Regions from separate parts of the Mus musculus genome. Here regions 2 and 3 are each linked to region 1. A link is a contact called in public Hi-C and promoter capture Hi-C data. All regions are on one chromosome and are shown on one strand. Each heading gives the region's core, a stretch centred on a gene start, on an enhancer-like site or on the middle of the called end of the contact. The rest is flanking DNA. Distances are from core to core; before and after follow the strand shown. Region 1 has its middle 49 kb from the start of Gm40630. Region 2 overlaps Armc2 (armadillo repeat containing 2). Region 3 overlaps Foxo3 (forkhead box O3).

Region 1 (4,755 bases), core at 847-3,346:
ACAAAAAGTGATTTTTGCATTGACACAAATTAGAAGTTAGCCTAGGATACATAGTGAGATCCTGAATTTAAAAAGGGGGAGTGGAAGAAAAAAATTATTGCTTTAATTATGTTGTCCCCTTTAAAGTCCAGATAAATATACATCTCTGTAAGGGGAGGTCTTGATGCTAACGTCCCGTTCCCTAATTGGTTCTTGATTTGTCAGTAAAGAAAGTTTCCGGCCAATTACTGGGCAGAAGGTACAGGGGGGACTTCTGGGGCTTCCTGGTATTGACAGATGGCCAAGGATGTTTGGCAGGTGGTAGGTGGGACTAGCTACAAGTTTAGGGTAAGTGGAGAGACGGAGATAATAAATTGGTAAAGGCACACTTTTCCAGGTGGGAGATAGTAACGCCCAGCAATTGTGCCAAAAAGGCGAATTGTAAAGGAATCAACTGTACGTGTGCAAGGGCTTCCGGTGGGAGCTGGTCACCTCCCGGCGCTAACGGTGGGTAAAGCAAAAGGGAAGCCGGGAGAGGCTGGTAGCGAGCCTGATCCCAGGCAGAGGCGGCAGCTTTTAAAACTACCCCCACCACATCGCAGATTGGAATCCCAAAGATGGGAACTATAGCACCCATCATTGAGTGAGTAGTTAGGAGTGGGTAACACACCTCTTCCCTCAGCTCCTAAGTACCACGAGTTTTCTTTCAAAAGTAAAACTGAGCGGTAAAAACAAGATGAAAAAGGAAAGAAAGGAGAGAGCAAGGGAGGAGGGGAAAAAAAAAACGAAGACAGAAAGGGCGGTTGTTGATTCCCGTGTGGCAGTGAGGGTACTGTGACCGGGTGAAGCTACACTGGAGCTCTCTGCGATGGCCCCTGTCCAGGGATTTATATCTCATGACCACCGAGGGCCTGAGTAGTCCTGGAACAGAAGGGGGGGTGGGCTTAATGGCCTGTGTGAAGGCTCTGCCCTGCCCTTCTAGCCTTGCATGGGTTTATAACAAACAGTTAGCTTCTGTCCTGGTGAGTTTTGTCTAGTCACACGAGCTAGAGTCAAGGGAAGAGGAAACCTCGTCTGAGAAAAGTGTCCATCAGATTGGACTGTAGGTGACCTTTGGGGTATTTTTTTTTTTTTTTTTTTTTTGATCAGTAATTTCTGTGGGAGGATCAAATCCATTCTATACCATGTCCCCCCTCGGGCAGGCAGTCCTGGATTGTATAAGACAGCAGTTAAGAGCACTGGCTGCAAGCTCAGATACAACAAACAAACAAACAAACAAACAAAAAACCTGGGCAGTGGTGGCGCATGCCTTTAATCCCAGCACTTGGGAGGCAGAGGTAGGCAGACTTCTGAGTTTGAGGCCAGCCTGGTCTACGAGTGAGTTCCAGGACAGCCAGGGCTACACAGAGAAACCCTGTCTCGAAAAAATAAAAAAACCAACCAAACAAACAACTAAAAAGACAACTGGCGGCTCTTCTAGAAGTCCTGAGTTCAATTCCCAGCAACCACATGGTGGCTCACAACCATCTGTAGTAAGATCTGGTGCCCTCTTCTGGCCTGTAGGAATGCACGCAGGCAGAATGCTATATACATAATAAATCTTAAAGAAAAAAAGGAAAAAATTATTTTAAAAGCCATGAGAAGCAAAACAGCTATTCCTTCATGGTCTTAGCATTGGTTCCTGCCTCCAGGCTCCCTGAGCACCTGCTCTTTCTCGCCTCCCTGATAGGCTGGGAATGGTAAAGCGAAATAAGCCCTTTCCCCTCTCTTGCCTCAGTCATGGTGTTTATCACAGCCACAGAGAGCAAGCTAAGCTTCCAAGCATCAGCTTCCTGCTTAGAAACGAAGTACCATAAACAAGTCCGTACTGTGAGGATGGACAGACTCCTTGCCACTCCCTCTGCCTGGCTCTCCCTTCCAGCTTCACCTTCCCTCTCAGCTGCCCCTCCTGTCCAGTTCACAGGCTAGCAGCAAGCCACTGGGTTCCCAAGGCCACATTCCAGGGCTCCCCAGGGAGGATCGATTCCATTTTCTTGGAGCTGGACAGGACCTAGGAGGGCTTCTGTTTCAGCCCTTCTGAGAGAGACAAGGAAATGAAACCAGAGACAGTGGCCAGGCCCTTCTTCCTGCCACAGGGACAAAGTCAGTGGCAGGTTCAAGAGTTACTTCCTGGGATCAGAATTCTCTCCTCTTTTGTCTGTTTTGCTCACTATGTATCCTCAGCTGGCCTGAAACATGTTCTTAGATCAGGCTGGCCTCAAACTCACAGAGATCCACCTGCCTCTGCCTCCAGAGCTGGGATTACAGGTGTTTATCACCATGCCTGGCTCTGGATTCTCTGCCCCACCCTTCCTCTCATATACAGAGGGGGAATGCATTCAGCTGTGTGGAGGTTTCAGGTTCACTTGCCAGAGAGCAAGGCAGCCGGGAGAGCCTGGAACTCAGCATGGGAAGACGGACAGACGCTCAGGCGTCTCACCCGTCGGATGGAGGGCTCAGTGCCGGGGGTGGGGGGTGGGGGCGGGGGTGGGGTGGGGTGAGTACCTTCGACTAGCTCAAGGCCCCCTTGGAGGCTTCCAGGTGAAGGCTGGAGGTTGTTTTCTTTATCTTTTTCATTTTGGGGCTGAGGGAGAGTTTCACTATGTAGCTTATACTGACTTTGAACACAAGTTCCCGGGTGCAAAATTACAGATTTTTGACACCATACCTGGCTTCCAAAGTATTCTTGTTTAAGGACATTCCGAGAGGACTCCTTTCTATAGAGAATTCCCTCCTCCCCCACCCTATCTACTTTGAGCCCATCAGAAATGGTAATTCTAAAAGATCACTGATGAGTAGGGAAGGGTGTGTGTTCAGACCAGGAGAAATGGAGTGATTGAGTCACTGCAGAAACCCTGAAGGGGTGGGAACAGGTAGATGAGAAAGGCTAGGTCTCCATTAGTCATAGGATGTGTCAATCGGGGAGCTTCGTCAGGTAGCTTGAACCTAGAAGTTCCCCATTTCCTGATAGCAGAAACCTAGGCCTTAGGACATAATGAATTCAAAGAAAATATATTTGGCCTGAAATTAAAAGCATTGTGTTAAAAGGAGGAGCATTGCCAGGCATGGTGGCACATGCCTTTCTTTTTTTTTTTTTTTAATTTTCTCATTAATTTTTTTTCCATTTTTTATTAGGTATTTAGCTCATTTACATTTCCAATGCTATACCAAAAGTCCCCCATACCCACCCACCCCCACTCCCCTACCCACCCACTCCCCCTTTTTGGCCCTGGCGTTCCCCTGTACTGGGGCATATAAAGTTTGCGTGTCCAATGGGCCTCTCTTTCCAGTGATGGCCGACTAGGCCATCTTTTGATACATATGCAGCTAGAGTCAAGAGCTCCGGGGTACTGGTTAGTTCATAATGTTGTTCCACCTATAGGGTTGCAGATCCCTTTAGCTCCTTGGCTACTTTCTCTAGCTCCTCCATTGGGAGCCCTGTGATCCATCCATTAGCTGACTGTGAGCATCCACTTCTGTGTTTGCTAGGCCCCGGCATAGTCTCACAAGAGACAGCTACATCTGGGTCCTTTCGATACAATCTTGCTAGTGTATGCAATGGTGTCAGCGTTTGGATGCTGATTATGGGGTGGATCCCTGGATATGGCAGTCTCTACATGGTCCATCCTTTCGTCTCAGCTCCAAACTTTGTCTCTGTAATTCCTTCCATGGGTGTTTTGTTCCCACTTCTAAGGAGGAGCATAGTGTCCACACTTCAGTCTTCATTTTTCTTGAGTTTCATGTGTTTAGCAAATTGTATCTTATATCTTGGGGCACATGCCTTTCATACCAGCACTTGAATGTAAAGGCACATGGATCTCTGAGTTTGAGGTTAGCCTGGTCTACAAAGCAAGTTCTAGGACAGCAGGAGCTGTTATACAGAGAAATCCTGTCTCAGAAAACAAAGCAACAAAACAAACATGTAAACAACAACAACAACAACAAAACCCAGGAGAAACGTTACCACCACGCCAAGAGGACCCGGGTGAGAATAAGACCACAACTTTTGAGACAAACCTGAAGCAAGCTTTACTATCTCCTGGGCAGGATGGCGGACACGGGCTAGACACATGCCCAGGATTCCCAGAGAATGGCTGACAATTATGTTAGTCAGGTGCTCATAAAGGCAAAACTCATAAGGCCTCGTACTTTCTGCCTTCCCGTCGTCAGGGGCAAGCGTACATCCTGATGAACTTCTGCCTACAACCTCCCATCTACTACGTAACCAAGCACAGGGCAAACAGCCTTGTTTATAAAAGTGAAAATGCGTGGCTTGTTATCTTCCATGAACAACAGGCCCCAGCATTCCAGAAAGTTCTCTGTCCTTAGGCACGTGAGACTTACAGGTTAGAGGCATGACAGATCTCTCAAGCACAGTAATTAAAATGCAAACATAACTTCAGCCCTCACGGCGCTACCTTCAGAATGGAGGTTTCATTTATTCTCCAGTGTGAGCTACCCCAACAGAAACACGCAAGCTGCCTTACGACAATCTTAGTGGACAATGGTTTCAGCTACACAAAGATTTGGATGAGTGGTACGGAGAATGGTGGTCCAAAGAGCCATTCTCAGATGGTAATGTGCACAAGAGACCTGGGATTAATCTTCAATCAGTTCGGTTAAGTTAGGAGATTGTGGGCACTTAGAACTCTGAACTGTCTTCAATAACTATAGGATGTATTAAAATCAAGAATATTTCAATTTTGGGTGTGGGTGTGTTGACTTTTAACTTAAATT
Region 2 (4,755 bases), core at 1,463-3,962, 160 kb after region 1:
ATAAGTTCTGGCTCTTTGAAATAACTCATCCTAGTTTCACTTGGGGTGGTTTCTTGGGCCTGGGGGCAAAGCGAGACTGGATTCTGTGTTCATTTTAGTGATGCACAGGAAAGGCTTTTGCATGTGCCCTGTTCCAAGTCCCTCTCTCAATGCCTTTTCCTTCTCTGCATTTCTTTGCAGCCTCCAGAGCTAGCTCACAGGAACAGGAGACAGACACAGAAGTAGATGAAGTCTTCTGGAAAGCACGGATTGTTCCCATTTTGCATGAATTAGAAAACGGTAAAACAACAGTTCTTGTTTTAAATAAAAGCTTGGCATTTATTTGCGTGCTCCCCACTACCCTGATATTTTCAGTTGTATTTTGAATGTTATCGCTGGGGATATGTTGGAAAACAAAGAATGTTTTGGGTTTACTTACCCTGTAGATGTGTATAGTAAATAGTATATAAACCAAATTATTAATAAATACAATTACACTTGGACTAGCACTCCAAAGGGTCACAATGAGGCATTGCTATGAGGGTATAGGGCTCTTCTGAGAGAACTTTACCCTTTTTTTTTTTTTTCAGAATTCATCTGGACTCTTGGTCAGAACCACAGAGTAAGCCCCGTAATTAGTACCATGTGCACAGTGGGCCATCATGCACATAGTGGGCCCTTAGTAGGACTCTTAGACACATGAGCAGCATGGCAGAACTGGCTGATGCTCCACTAGATGCAGGGGAGAAGCATCCTTACAGCCAGCAAGTAGGGAGCTGATGCAGGACACCTGCTTCCTGAGTGCCCAGTGCTTGCCATCTCAGTTCCATGCTGTAGCCAGGCTGTGCCCACTGGGTGGGCCTTCGAGATGGTGCTCTCCATGGGTGGGTCTTCTGGGCAGGATTTCTGGGCTTGATGCTAATAGCCGATGCACAGCACTTCATGTAAACTCTGTACTCAAAGATGGATGAAATCAAATTACCTCCGAATCCCTTACATTCAAAGAATATAACATTTCCCCACTGGAGTTACAGTTCCTACCCTCCTATTAGCTTGTACGGTGAATTTTGGGTCATTCCTTCAGGCAATGAGTGCAAATCAAATCAGGAAGGTGAGTCTGGCCAAGAGTTAGAAATCACATGGGAAGTCTTCAGATGGGAGGCCTGTCTGGAGGGGAGATCCCGCACAGCAGGCTCTTCAGTGGATGCCCAGTGCTCTGTCCACCAGATACCAACAGGGCAAACCTAGGACATCACTAAGGAGTTTGGGGGAATGAGATATAGATGAGTCTCCCTTCTCAGATGGATCATTAAACAGTGAGCTGTAAACCCTCCCACTTGGGCAGCTGTGAGTTCAAGGCCAGTCTAAGTTCCACAGTAAGAGCCTGTGTCAAAGAAATATCGAATCTTTGTTCCTAGACAAATAGTTCCCTCGATACCTTGTGGTTCTTTAGGCCTGTTCAGTAGTTAATAGATTGATTACAATAGTTACAGTAGTTAATAGTTTTCAGATGCCCAGCACTTAGGCTCTACCACATTGCCTTGTTGTCCCCCACTCCGTGTTCCTCTTTCTCTGCCCACTTGCACATTGCTTTTTTTTCTTTCTTTCTAGAACTTTTTGAGAACACATTGTTAACATATTCAGGGCCAGCCTCTACTACACAATGAGATTCTGTCTCAAAATGAAACAAAATAAAAACAAACGGAAAAACCCAAATCTATTACTCTTTAACTACTTCAGTCCCTGATTTTGTTAGTTTTAGAAGCAAGGGTGTTCACTTCCGTATCTGGGAATTACCATACCAGGCCGTACAAATCTTGCCTGCATTTGGCTTATTGTCCCTATGATTTCCTTTCTAGAAACTTCTGGGCCACAAGTTTCAATCATCTGTCACAACCCTTTCATGATCCTGTTAGAAGTGGGGAAACAGGCCATTTACCGTACAGAACATCCACACATCAGGTTTTCCAAGTGTTTTCTCCTACTGAGACCCAAATTGGGCCTTTGAGGCAGGACTATCTCCACACTCACGCTGCATCTTTCTCAGGCCCCCTGGCAGTAGGCCCACTGCTGACCTATCCCTTACTGGAAGCGTGATTTTGGGCCATTTGGGTCAGGTGGTGCCTGCCAGGCGCTTGGCTGCATTTCCCTGTGTGGTTAAGGGGTGACTTGGAAGTTACTTGGTGACTTTGCTCCGCTAGATCACTCTTGAAACTCTTAACTAGTTTCAGCTCTTATAATGTCTTCTGTGGCCATGTGCCTTTCTGTTTTGTTTTGCTTTGACTTCTTGAGTCTCCAGATGTAGCCCAGGCTGACCTTAAACTTGCCATCCTTCTGCCTCGGCTTCCAGAGTGCAGTGCTCCACCTGGTGGCATTTATAACTGGAATAGCCAGCTGACTGATACAGAGTATCAGAGGGCTTCCTGGAGCCAGAGCTGAAGCTTTGATCCTTGAACCTTCCTTGCCTCTTCCTTTGTAAACTTGAGCCCAGCAGCTGAGAACAGCCCAAAGCCTGCAGGCGTGAAGGCCAGTCAGAGAAGAATAGAGCAACACCCCAAAGCAATGCACCCCGTAGAGCTCCGGCTCTCCTCGGGTTGGGGTCTCCATCACTTCCCAACTGTTCATTTACTTAAGTGCATAACCGAGAGGCTTTGGCGTGTATTTAGTTGTTGAGGTTTCAACTTTTTTTTTCTTAGATGTTATTGTTGAAAAGAGCTAAAAATGGCCCGAGTCACTTCCTTTTTGCTGGCGCACACTTCCTGCATGTCCGCAGCTAAGCTCCCATTATGGTATTTACAGATTGGCCTACAACGTCTACATTTTGTGATGAGGTCCGTCAGAGGTAACCCTTCCAAAGAGAACACGCTATACCTTGAATTCCTTTCTCCCCCTTGTGCTGCCCTCTGAGAGAGGGCTTTCTTTCCTGTGTACCAACTGTTAAGCCACTCTCAAAAATCACTTTCTTCAGGATCACAACTGTAAACAAAATATTCTAGCCTCCCTCTTTCCTAAGCAGCATTTGTTTAAAAGTCTCCTCTTTGGTAATGGTGGCTTGTACTGTCTCTCCCCCTGGTTGACAGTCATTTTGAAAGGAACATAGCCAGGAGGTAGTGGCTTAATCCCAGCACGTGAGAGGCAGAAGCAAGAGGGGTCTCTATGTGTTCAAGGCCAGCCTGGTCTACAGAGTGAATTCCAGGACAGCCAGTGCTACACAGAGAAACCCTGCACCAGAAGAAGAAGGAGGAGGAGGAGGAGGAGGAGGAGGAGGAGGAGGAGGAGGAGGAGGAGGAGGAGGAGGAGGAGAAGGAGAAGGAGAAGGAGAAGGAAAGGAGAAGAAGGAGAAGAAGAAAGGAGGAGAAGGAGAAGGAAGGAGAAGGAGGAGGAGGAGGAGGAGGAGAGAAGAAGAAAGAAGAAGAAAAGGAAAGAAAGAAAGAAAGGAAGGAAGGAAGAAAGGAAGGGAGAAAGAGAAAGAAAGAGAGAGAAAGAAAGAAAGGAAGGAAGGAAGAAAGAAACTTTTTTTAAATCAATAGATGAGCTTGCTTGAAGTTATGTTGTAGATTACTGTACTGGCTAGTTTTGTGTCAACTTGACACAGCTGGAGTTATCACAGAGAAAGGAGCTTCAGTTGAGGAAATGCCTCCATGAGATCCAACTGTAAGGCATTTTCTCAATTAGTGATCAAGGGGGAAAGGCCCCTTGTGGGGGGACCATCTCTGGGCTGGTAGTCTTGGTTCTATAAGAGAGCAGGCTGAGCAAGCCAGGGGAAGCAAGCCAGTAAAGAACATCCCTCCATGGCCTCTGCATCAGCTTCTGCTTCCTGACCCGCTTGAGTTCCAGTCCTGACTTCCTTGGTGATGAACAGCAGTATGGAAGTGTAAGCCGAATAAACCCTTTCCTCCCCAACTTGCTTCTTGGTCATGATGTTTGTGCAGGAATAGAAACCCTGACTAAGACCTATATAGTTTTCTTGCTCTACCATACAGATGTGTCAGTCAGGATCCCTAGTCATATAGAACATTGATCCATTCATCTCACAACACACTTATTCACATGTGAAAATTAAATAGCAGTACAAGGTAGCATTAGTTCCTTTTGGAATCATGCAACTTTTTTTTTTTTTAAAGAAACGGAGGCAGAAATGCAAATGACCTGCCCCAGTGAAACTGGACAGAGCCCAGGGGGAGGGGAGAGCACTCGGAAAAGGGAGCCAAGGGAGAGGTTTTGAAAGGCTGTGTCCTGGTCAAGCTAAGTGACCGGTTAGTAAATAAGTTAGCCCAGGAGATGAATCAAAGAGATGAGAATGGGCAAGTAGATGGGAGGGGTACGTGGAAAACAGCACCGGGGGATCTGGAGATGTCTCGGGATACCCAGGGAGCTTTTCCTCGCACTGCTTGCGTCTGACATATCTGAAAATTCAACCTTATGAGTAAGTAGTCGATATTCTCTTTGCTCCGACAGAAGAAGACATTGAAGAGATGTGTGCAGCCTGCACCCAGCTCCATCGCACGCTGGAGGAAGCGCGCATGCTCGGAAAGAAGTTCAAGCGAAGAACTGTCCTGCTGAAGGCTCTGTATAAGCTAGTGGATGCTGACTCGGACCCGCTCAGCCTGAAGCTTGCCAAACTTATCCTAGCAGTAAGCTTGTCTTTCCTTCTTTCTAGCCGACTGTCCTGCATCTGTGCCGAGCCAAATAACTTGTTTGTACATATTGCAAAAAGATGGGAAAATGTGATGTGTTTGTTTAGTCTCTTGGAAAAATTAAGGCAATAAGCTCGCA
Region 3 (4,755 bases), core at 1,365-3,864, 130 kb before region 1:
GCCTGATTGTGGAGGCAGCCTGTGGCAGTTTTGGTCTTGTGCAAGCAGTTGGTACCCAGCTCGAGTCAGTGAGGTGCTGTGTGCTGAATATTGTGTGTTAGCAGAAACCATTGGCTACTCAAATAGGTTAAAAATGATCACCAAGTGAATTTCTTAAATAAAAAACTGCAATTCTCCTTTGAAGATTTAAAGATACTTTTATATTTTTTGTTTGTTTTTGTTTTGTTTTGGTTTTTTGAGACAGGGTTTCTTTGTGCAGTCCTGGCTGTCCTGGAACTCACTCTGTAGAGCAGGCTGGCTTTGAACTCAGAAATCTGCCTGCCTCTGCCTCCCAAGTGCTGGGATTACAGGCATGCACCACCACTGCCCAGCTAATACTTATATTCTTTAACCAAATTTTAATTGATCAACCTGTTTTAGCTTTTCATGTAGTAAAAATATGTCTAGAATTTTGTTTGCTATTGGTCTTGGTTTTTGGAGACAGGACCTAGCTCTATGCTGGGCTGGTCTTGAAATTGCTGGCAAGCCTCCTGCCTCAGCTTTCTGAGTGCTGGATAACAGGCAAGACTACACCTGGAGCTGTGAGCTTCCAGGATTTGTTCTATGCCTTAGAGTAGAGTAGTCTTTGTGCTACTCACTGACTTGATGTCTTGTTCTTGGGGTCAGGTTATTTTCAGCTCATGGTTCCGTCTCAAGTAGGACCACGAAGCTGACAAAGACGTTCGCTTGTCTGTTATCTCGAGTGTATCTTTACTAAGAAGAAAACAATGTTCGTTTTATTGTTTGTGTCATGTAGTTTGACAACTTTGGACAATCCAATTTATCAGAGCATTGCTGGATGATCATTTAAACTACCAAGTGCTTGCATCTATCTTCCTCCCTCCATCTCCCTTTAAAGAAAAAACAAAACAAAACAAAACCCACTTTATTTTGCTGAGGGAGAAATTTTATTGTTCTGGCACATGGTTTCAAGGTTGAGCCTTTAGATAATTTGCAAAAAGTTCAGGCTCCTTTGTCTCTAGTCGGTGACTGTTAGCGCTCCTGGGAAAAGTACACCTTGTTATAAAGAGTTCCCTGATAGGCTCTTGGCCTGCTACCAAGCCTTTGGCAAATGAGGGCACCACTCTAGTTGTGTTTCAGAATCACATGGAGAACCTTAAAAAGCCAGTGCCCACTTTCTACTTCAGACAGTTAGGGCGGTGTCCCCAAGTGTAGCCATCTTTTTTAAGCTTCTCAAGTGGCTGTACTATATAACCATGGTTGAGAACCATGGTCTTAGGGAAGTGAGAGAGATACTGCCTGTGGATGTCATCGCCGGTTTTGGTAATGACTTTTGGACCCCTTTTATACTCTTCTCTGTGGGAAGATTACAAGGCAGAGAGTTGTCACCCTTGTGCCCCTGTCCCCGCCCCAGCTCAGAATGAAAAGAAATGTGGTCAGGTTGGAGCTAAGGCATTTGAAACAAGAGCATCATCATTCCTTAACAAGCTATATTTAGCACAGTCTCTTCTTTTGTATAATTGTAAGTGGTTTATTTAAAGTCCCCACCTCCCACTTGTTTTTCCTTGTCTCTATTGGACCCTACTTAACTTAGTTTGAAGTCTGTAGGAACTTGTAAGAAGAGATGGTACTGTTAGGAAACATTGTATAAGACTTGAAAACGGAGACACTTTACCTTGTTTCTTTTGAGAGCCTACTGTTGTGTATACTGTATCTACCACGCTCTGATTCCTGAGCTATTGACTGCCATAGTGTGGTTCTCAGACCAACCCCAACCGTGCTGACATCACATAGGCACATGTTGGGAATACAGATCCTAAGACCCCATCCCAGACATACTAAGTCAGACATTCTGGACAGCCGTCAGTTTTCACAAGCTCTCTCTCTGGCGATACTGCTGCAAGCTGAGGCTTCAGCACTGGGTTTCAAAAGATATTATACATTTTTAATATATTAGCTTTACTTGCATGCCTGTACATGTGCATGACTGTACATGTGCATGCCTGTGCATGCCCGTACCATGTTCCGGGAGAGTGCCAGGTGCCCTGCAACTGGAGTTATAGATGGTTGTAAGCTGCCATGTGGGTTCTGGGAGTCGAACCTCTGTCCTCTGGAGGAGCAGCCGGCTTTGTTAACTGCTGAGCCGTTTCTTCGGCCCCAGAAACAGTCTTCTAAAGTCATTTGCTAAGTGTGTGGGATTCTTTGTGATGATTTAAGAAGTCAGAATCATAATTCTGATCTTGGTTTCTGAATCCTGACATAGGGGAAAATGAACAGACATCTTGTGATGGGGTCTGTTGAATGTAGCAAAGCTCTGTCCCCATGAGTGTTCTAGACCAGCCTCTCTCTCCCTGTAGCTTTCTGCAAAAGGCAGGGGGCCAGTCTCCTTCCAAGGCCACAGGTGGGAACAAAGCTCCTACCCAGTTGTCTGAAGAGCACCAGTGTCCATCCTGAGGTGGGTGTTTTCAAAGAGCTGTGTTTCCATGAGACTCTGGGTGTTTAATGATCTTCCCCGTTTGTTTGTTTTTTTGCCTTCGGGGAGCATCGCTAGTCTCAAGACCAGCGTGAAGCCAGGGAGTAGCCTCTGACTCATCCCCAGACAGACTCGAGATGTGTGGGAGAAAGATAAGATTAAAATGTGCTGGGTGTAATCGAGGAGAGAAGGGGAGAGAGGGGCAGCACTGGCAATGAAGACAGGAGCGAGCAGTTGGCATCTGCCTTGGCTCACCCCAAGGTGAAGCCAGGGGTAGATGGAATTATTGCTGCTTGCCAGTCTCATTGGATTTGTAGTCCATTAAGCAGGGCCTCATCATCAGCCGTATCAGACATAGCTGACGGCTTTAGGAGTGTAGTGAGAACAGTGGTCTGGCCAGGACCTGAAGTTCATTTCAGGACCTCTTTCTTAAAAGCTGCTTCAGAATATTACATGGGGCTCATAAACACTCATACTTGAGCACTGTGGGGGAAAACTACCCATATTAGTTTAGACTGTAAGCCCTTGTTTTAGTAGCATACCAGGTTGTACCCCTGAGAATGTGGCCTGAATCCTGAGCTCCTGGAGGACTTTGTGTTGGGCTTTCTAAGGGAGTGGGAAGGACTGGAAGATCACTCTCCTTCATCGCGGTTCCTGAGACGGTCAAGAAGATAGCTTGAAGTGTTGGACACCATCAGAAGGGACAGGCAGCAGTTTTTTATCTGAGGCCAGAGTTTAGGAGTCCTGAGTAGTGTGTTACGAATATTGCTGGCAACATTTATACCTGAACTCTAGGAGAATTGTAGAGCCCTCGAAAGATCAGAAGTAAGTTGGATGTAGCTGATGGAAACTGGAGTTGTTTCCTTCCAAAGCTGCCGTTGCTCACAGTTGAAATGTGTAAACATGGCTTCCATTTGGTTTCCAAAAACACAGGCCTCTGTTGGCATGTTTTGAGAACAAGAAAGCAATATGTTTTGAAAGGTTCTGGCACCAAAGGTTCGTTTACTGTGGAGTTAGGCTCAGCATGCCTGCCTGGCAGCAGTGTAGAAGGGTTGCCTCCATCCCAGTGGGACCCTGAGACCTGGACTCCCATGAACTTTCCTGTTGACGGAGGTGAATGAAATTACGTGCACATCCCTCTCTGCCAGAGGCCTCAGGGGAAGGTCCCTGAGTCCCTGCAAGATTTAGAGAGTTGTAGGTGAGAGTTTTTAATCTGTTTCCACTGAAAGGGGAGGAGGTGCAGCACCATTATAAACCTTTGCTCTGAGTTGTGAGCAGGTGTGAGTGTGTATGAGTGTGCAGTCTGTGAGTGGGTGTGAATGTGAGTGGGTGTGAGTGTGCAGTCAAAGCCTTTTGATTTATTCCTCATTTTCACAACTGTAGCTGTCATTGAACACTTTGTAGTGTGCCCGCACTAAGAGTTTAGCTGTTCTTGCAGACGAGGCATGAGCCGGTAGACGGTTGGAGATGGGATACCAGCAGTGTCTTTTCTCCTTTGACAGAATTCTGAAGTCAGTAATTCGCCCAAGCCTCAGAGGTTTTGATTTTTAACTCAATCCTAACGATAACTGCCTCGATCGGCGGTGATCTTTTCTAATATAATTCTTAATCTGGTTCAAAAGAAGAGAGAGGAGAGAGTTTGCAGGGTCCGCTGGGATGGAGACAAAGGTCTCACTCTGCTCGTCACTCTCAGAGCCCACAGTAAGAAGTCTGCCCTGTTAGGCTCTAGACCGGTGTCCGCCTGGAACACGAAAGGCTTTTCAGACTTGTAATTTGGTGATGCAAGGTTGATTATTCTTTGGGATGGCACTCGCCAACGTGGCCATTTTCCATGAGACTGGGGTGTAAGAAGAGTGGCCTGGTCCCCTCTGCAGGTGTGGAAATGGGGCACAGAGATACTTTTACTCCAGATGGCATCAAAGCTTGCTTTGGGCAACCTCTTTCACTTTCCTTCCTCTCCATTCATTTCTCTGTCTCCTCTCCTCTGCCCTGCCCCAGTCTCCCTCGTAGGAGAGGCCTGTGTACTGTAGTCTAGTGAGCGGACACACAGCACACATTCATCGATACATTTAGAGCCCCTAGACCTGGCTCTCCTCACTGTAGGGCAAGACATTGTGGCGGTGGCCACAGTGAACCCTGCTAAATGATGGCGAGGAGGACAAGATCATCATGGCGCACAGCCTAGGAGCATGGGAGATGCCCAGGAGAAACTCCCTCCCTGCCAGAGGCGGAAGAGATGTTGTGTGACTTTAACAAATTGTTAGGGGATTGCCAGTGCTGGT

What was found. Hi-C and Micro-C count contacts between places; a contact is called where the count stands out from the background. Capture Hi-C pulls out chosen DNA fragments and counts their contacts.
Region 2: a Hi-C map of the HPC-7 cell line shows a contact between it and region 1, with 3 times the contacts expected there. The contact joins two enhancer-like sites. A contact is called at or near these places in 1 of 15 datasets of contacts at CTCF or cohesin (pro-B cells), 22 of 484 Hi-C or Micro-C datasets (the Ba/F3 cell line, the G1E-ER4 cell line, the HL-1 cell line and 8 more), 5 of 115 datasets of contacts at active chromatin or transcription factors (CD8 T cells, embryonic stem cells and large pre-B cells) and 1 of 9 other capture datasets (pancreatic islet).
Region 3: a contact with region 1 is called in a promoter capture Hi-C map of adipose tissue. The contact joins two enhancer-like sites. A contact is called at or near these places in 5 of 484 Hi-C or Micro-C datasets (embryonic fibroblasts, macrophages and nephron progenitors), 8 of 115 datasets of contacts at active chromatin or transcription factors (bone marrow-derived macrophages, embryonic stem cells, fetal liver and 3 more) and 1 of 9 other capture datasets (adipose tissue).

Annotation. Positions count from the first base shown.
Region 1 is chr10:42,128,777-42,133,531 of GRCm38.p6, reverse strand. No RefSeq gene overlaps it. Among named protein-coding and RNA genes, the nearest start is that of Gm40630, 49 kb to the right of the region's middle. Within about 2 kb of position 2,096, at least 33 of the 459 cell types and tissues checked have an H3K27ac peak or open chromatin away from gene starts, as enhancers often do. A contact at or near this core is called in the HPC-7 cell line and adipose tissue, where this site is marked.
Region 2 is chr10:41,970,883-41,975,637 of GRCm38.p6, reverse strand. Armc2 (armadillo repeat containing 2) reads left to right here. Exons shown (of 18, transcript NM_001034858.3): 7 at 181-279; 8 at 4,438-4,613. It overlaps Gm33058 (a long non-coding RNA gene), which reads right to left. Exons shown (of 3, transcript XR_380266.3): 3 at 573-930. Among named protein-coding and RNA genes, the nearest start is that of Gm33058, 14 kb to the right of the region's middle. Within about 2 kb of position 2,712, at least 45 of the 459 cell types and tissues checked have an H3K27ac peak or open chromatin away from gene starts, as enhancers often do. A contact at or near this core is called in the HPC-7 cell line, where this site is marked.
Region 3 is chr10:42,258,595-42,263,349 of GRCm38.p6, reverse strand. The region is part of intron 2 of Foxo3 (forkhead box O3); the gene reads left to right. All of the region lies in intron 1 of Gm38485 (a long non-coding RNA gene), which reads left to right. Among named protein-coding and RNA genes, the nearest start is that of Gm38485, 14 kb to the left of the region's middle. Within about 2 kb of position 2,614, at least 52 of the 459 cell types and tissues checked have an H3K27ac peak or open chromatin away from gene starts, as enhancers often do. A contact at or near this core is called in adipose tissue, where this site is marked.